Regions from separate parts of the Macaca mulatta genome. Here region 1 is linked to region 2. Evidence: chromatin contacts called from public Hi-C data. All regions are on one chromosome and are shown on one strand. The core of a region is the stretch at or near the end of the contact, and the rest is flanking DNA. Distances in the headings are between cores, read along the strand shown.

Region 1 (2,700 bases), core at 131-2,630, 410 kb after region 2:
CTTTTTTTGGCAGGGTGAGGGGTGGAGCGGGTGTAGGGGTAGAGGACCTCTACTAATTGTGGCTTCATTCCAACTAAATAAATTCCTCACATCTATTAATGACAAACTGCAATACTGTTGCTGGACTAGAAAACTATCTGTTAGAGTCAGTACAGCTACCAGGGTTATTAAGGAGCACATTTGTTTTTTTTCCCCTGAGTCAGTGCCCAAAAGACATTTTATGTAGCCTCAGCTATTTTGAGTACATTTACACAACTGGCTTGAACTTATTTTGGCAAAATCTTAGTGTGTGTGTCATGGGCAATAAAAAATTCCTGGAAAATATGTGTTTTCATACAGAGTATAATTACTTACACTTTCTGGAAATTAATTTCACGTAAATCACAATGAACGTTTGATCTATAGTCTCATATAGCTAGTTGACTCTGACCAGAGATTACGTGGCTGTATGAACAGAAGTTGGTCCAGAGAGATGTCTCAAGGGCTTGCCTGAGGTAGCGGTTGAAACTGTCAGCCACAAAACGCATGCCTGTCCAGGGCTGGCCTCACAGCCTAGTTTGCATTCCATCTTTTGGTGTAGTACTTTGTCAGAATGTAGCAAGTAGAGAAATTCCATTGTGCAAACATTTTATGGCTGTCAGTGGTTAGGATCTGAACTTGGTAGACATTTCACAGGGCACAAGGTGGTAAAAGATCCATAAGGAGAGCCTGGATGGTGAGGGTCAGAGCTCTGAGTTCTGGACCTGTGTTTGCTGCTGAGTGACTTGGAGGCAGTCTGCCACTTACAGGCTCTGCGACCTTGGGAGAGCCATTTGACCCCTTTCTCTCTCTCTCTCTCTCTCTCTCTCTCTCTCTCTCTCCATTTTCTCATCTCTTATAGGAATAATATTAGTGCCTGCTTTGTAGTGTTGTTTGAAGATTAAATGAGTTGATGAACAGAAAACACTGAGGATAATACCTGACGTGTGGTTGGCACTCAATGTTCATTGCTTACCTCTTTTCCTGTTTTTAAATTTTTTTAATGTATTACGTGATTATCTCACTAACTTGCTTCCAGTGAATGTGGTTAAGTATAAACTACTAATCCTGTCCTGAAAAATGTCTCATTTGGTGAGACAATGGTTAGAAATGGTCATTTGATGCAATAGTTTATAGCATAAGTGAGCAAGAAACTATTTTCAAATATGAAAACTTTTGGGCCATATATTTCAACTCCTTCCTCCATTTTTAAAAATTCTCCTCTAGATGCTTACAAGGGGGTTAGTACCCCTTGTTTAGGCTCTCTCCTCAAACGTCCCTTCCACTCCAACTCCTTAGTTTTCTTAACTTTCTCCCCCTTAGGAAAGTGAAAGAATAACAGCTCCAGCTAGAGACGCTTGCTTGAAATAGCAGGGGCACACGGCAGCCTCCTCTGCAGGGCTCTGCCAGCGAGCCCCGCCCCGCCTGCAGATCCTGGGTGTGCTGCTGGGCACGGGAACCGACCCCTGGCCGTAAGGCTTGGCGTCGGGCCTGGGCTGTTCTGAAGATAAGCACGATCTCCCTCCGGGGGCCAGGCAGGCACTGCCCATCTTGCTATCCTTGGAGTCTGAGCCAAGTACGACGTCAGGAAAATCTCTTTTTCATTGTTTGATTTTCCACGGGCTTTGAAAAAGTTCCCATTTCACACAGCCAAGTCCAGAAGTAAATTGGACTTCACTGACCGTTGCTGACAAAAAAATTCCCATTCCACTTCCTGAGGCTCTTCCGCCTGGATTTGTATGTTGGCCTCATAGATGATGTTTCTGACGTGCGCCCAGAGCTCGTCACTCAGAGCCCCTTCACACACGAGCTGACACCCCGCACACTGCTTTGTGATATAAATTATTCATCTGATTTCTTCAGCACCAGGCAGGCGTGGCCGAGGAGAGCCTCGCTCTCCCAACGTGGAGTCACTGACGTTTTTCTGTTTTCCTGCGAGGTGGTTAGGGAATGATTAAAATGGACTTGAAGAGTCAATTTCTGTTGGGGTTGCAGCTCTGCAGTCAGCAGTCTCCTAGGGTGGTCTGAGGGCCGGTCAGCACCGAACTGCTGCCAAAGCTGTGTCTTCACACGTCTCTCTTTCCTTCCTACCACCCTGCCGTACTTAGGGAGAATGGCAATGATGTGAGCATTTTATGTTTCAACCCCCCAAATCCCCTAAGATTGCTTCCAATTCCCCTCCCCCTCCTTATCGCCCACGCCACCACCAACAGTGACACCTAGTGGTCAAATATAAATTAGTCCCTTTATTCTGAATTGACCAGCTTTCTACAGAAAATAAAATTTCCTGTAGAAGCAAATAAAGACTGAGCTTTACTCCTTCCATGAACATAGAGAAAGATGGATTATTCATAATAAGAAGCTAAAATATATTACTTGGGAGAAGAGGCAAGTGCATTTTTTTTCTTAACAACATATTGGAGCTTTGTATCTTAAAAAATAGTTTCTATGGACGAGTGCTTGGTTTTCCTTTCTTTGATAATGGCCACTTTAATTTTATTATAATTTTAAAAGTTAACAGCTGCTCATCAATGTTTTAAATTTCAACACCTATAATTGTTATGTGTAAAGTATTTTAAAATGTATGATAGTACAAATCAGTCATTTGCATAATCCATCTCAAATTCTTGGAACCTCATTTACTGGCAAAAAATGGTTTCCACTTAAGTGACATAGTCTCCA
Region 2 (2,700 bases), core at 187-2,686:
TTGCAGAATGAGGGAGAAGTTGTGCTCTCTGAATGTAGGGTGGTTTTCCCCGCCTTGAAGAACGATTCAAGGAAAGCGGTGCCCTGTATGTGACATTTCTGATCCACATAACAACCTTCAGAGTGTTCATTGGCAACGAGGAGATGCTGCTTGTTCGGCGGAATAGGGCTTGCAAATCAGAAAGGACAGCTTAAGCTTTTAATACAGATTTTACTGAAAAACAAAAGTATGTTTCCTGCTTCTTGAGATGAGGTTCCCAAGCTCCTCTGCATCCAGGCATAGAAGCGGTGCGCGGTGCCTCATCCGTACTGCACGGTGCACGCCGGCGGCACAGCTCAGGGCCCCACAGTGCCCGCCAAACACGCGCGCCAGGCGTCCAGCGCATGTGCAGTTAAATTGTCCGGCCCGAGGATTCAATCGGCAAAGCACGGGTTGTGGGGGAGGGGACGAGTGGACTCGAGCAGGAAGATACACCCGATCTTTCCATTCTCCCTCCGTCAAGGCTCGCTACTCATCTTGTCTTTATCTCAGCCTTCCCTGTATAGCTGAACAGTTCTACCTTTGGCTACATTTCCAATCATTATGACTCATCACCCCAATTTAAATCTGTACGCTAGACATAGGCTGCAAATACGAGACAGGGGCCAAAGGAAACTTTCTTCTTTCCAGTATATATATAGCATATATTTGCCCCTCGGGGAAGGGTATAGATTTTTTTTTCGGCCTGGTGCTACTGCTTTGGGAAAAGGCCTTTCCTCCTGGCGCCTGTTCAAACAGCCAAACTTCGGGCCAATCCTTCAGCCCGATCATTCCCGGATCTTGTTATGCCAGCACAGCACATTCGAGGGCTCTGGGGCGCAGCAGCTTGGCGAAGAGTAGTCAAATAAATAAATAAACAAACGGACAAATAAGGGCTTTTCCCGCCTGGGTTCGCTTAATTAATGGGCCACGAGCTTGTTGTTTGTGCTGGGGTGGGGGGTAGGGGATGAGAGGTGGCCTCAGGTCCCTCTTGCTCCTTTCAGCCGCCCCAGGGGACACTGTAGAACCAGCCTCTGGTGCCGGGAGACCTCCGCCCGCTGGAGGAAGTCTCAGCCTCAGGTTTCCGGGGCTGGTGGTCGGCCTGCTCGGTTGTCTGGCGCCTCGTCCAGAAGGAGGCGCTGTAGGACAAGCGTCTCGCCGGCTGCTGCGGCCGGGAAGGGCGGGAGCGGAGGGATCGCTTTCCTCTCCTCCCTCACCGACTCCCTCTATCTCCGCGCGCAAAGTGTGTGGGGCCTAGAACAAGGGTCGACGGCGCTGCGCCCCACACCCCCAGGGGTTCCCTTCTCCAGACCCGCAGTGGAGGCAGCTCCGAGGCCTGGGAGCCTAGGGCCGTTCCGGGTTGGCAGGCCACCTCGCTTTCTCCGCCCTCCCGGAGGGGGCGCGATTTCCTCGTGCTGCGCTCCTGGGAGCAGCAAGTTGAATCCTGTGTGGGGCAAGCTGGGCCCAATCCGCGGATCCCAACCAGCCCCTCCCTCTGGGCCGCGGGTCCTGTCATTTACCTTGCCCAGGATTCCTGGTACCCAGAATGGACAGCCTTGAAAAGAACATCCTTTAGTACCCCCTCCAACAGGCTGATGGGCCTTGCCCTTGCTCACTTAGAACAGGGCCTGGGTCCTGGGACTCTCTGGAGACTCTTAGAGCTTAGGTAAATCCCATTTGCTCTGCAGCTTGAGAGAACTAGCCAGATGCGCATGTCTACTCCACACCACCCAACCACTCTTCTACCACCACTTCGCGCATTTCAGGCCTTTTGTGGGCTCCACTGGGTACTCCTCGCACCAGCTTCAAGAGCTAGCGACACCTTACTTAAATAATGCTCTGACCCAATCCCACTGATCCTCCATTATCTCTTGGCAATGCAGTCTTTTGTCCCCCTCTCCCCACTGCCTTCTCTAGGGTAAGGATTCTCAGTGGAGACCTGCATCAAATCTCCTGTTTATAATGCAGGTTTCTGGGTCCTATCCCAGATCTACTGAATCAGAATATCCAGATATGGTACCCAGAGACCTGCATTTTGTAAACATCCTCCCCCCAGGGCAGTTGAGAACCACTGGGCAATTATCTCTCCTGCTCCTTTTATGATCCTTTGTTCTCCAAAGATCAAGTTCCCTCTACCCCTACAACTAGGCATCCCCCAGAGCTCCTAGGCTTCCATCCAGGGTTGTGTTTTTTAAGGTCGCCACCCTATAGGCTGAGTACTTTCATTTTAGGGAAGGGGCCATGGATCCCGTACTTTTGGCTTGGAGATTTCAAAGACAATGGGTTGTGGGTTCAGACTGCCATGGTCCCACTTACCTGTTGTGTGACCTTAGGTGAGTACTGCAACTCTCTAGACGTGTTAATTTCTTTGAAAAGGAGGGATAAGAGTACCTTCAAGGGTTGCTATGAGAATTTTTACTTACTTGCAATACTATATGTCAGGCACTATTCTAACTGCTTTACGTACTTTAACTCACTGGTTAAGTACTTAAACCAGTGTTTTGCCACATACCAAGTATTCAATACATACATGTTTCTTATTATCCCCCTCTTACTGAGTAATCAGGCCTAGACCTTTAGAGCAAAAGACCCCTGGTTCACTCACCAAATTTTTAAATTCTATGGAGGACAAGACAGGTTTGAACACACAGGAAGTAGCAGACTCAGGAGAACATAGTTCTG

What was found. Hi-C and Micro-C count contacts between places; a contact is called where the count stands out from the background.
Region 1: a contact with region 2 is called in a Hi-C map of fetal cortex germinal zone, with 4 times the contacts expected there. The contact joins two enhancer-like sites. A contact is called at or near these places in 7 of 14 Hi-C or Micro-C datasets (CD4 T cells, blood, cortical neurons and 4 more).

The regions. Positions count from the first base shown.
Region 1 is chr12:81,479,596-81,482,295 of T2T-MMU8v2.0, forward strand. All of the region lies in intron 2 of LOC106992627 (a long non-coding RNA gene), which reads left to right. Among named protein-coding and RNA genes, the nearest start is that of MTX2, 280 kb to the left of the region's middle. Within about 2 kb of position 1,381, at least 20 of the 40 cell types and tissues checked have an H3K27ac peak or open chromatin away from gene starts, as enhancers often do.
Region 2 is chr12:81,072,760-81,075,459 of T2T-MMU8v2.0, forward strand. No RefSeq gene overlaps it. Among named protein-coding and RNA genes, the nearest start is that of HOXD4, 9.2 kb to the right of the region's middle. Within about 2 kb of position 1,437, at least 6 of the 40 cell types and tissues checked have an H3K27ac peak or open chromatin away from gene starts, as enhancers often do.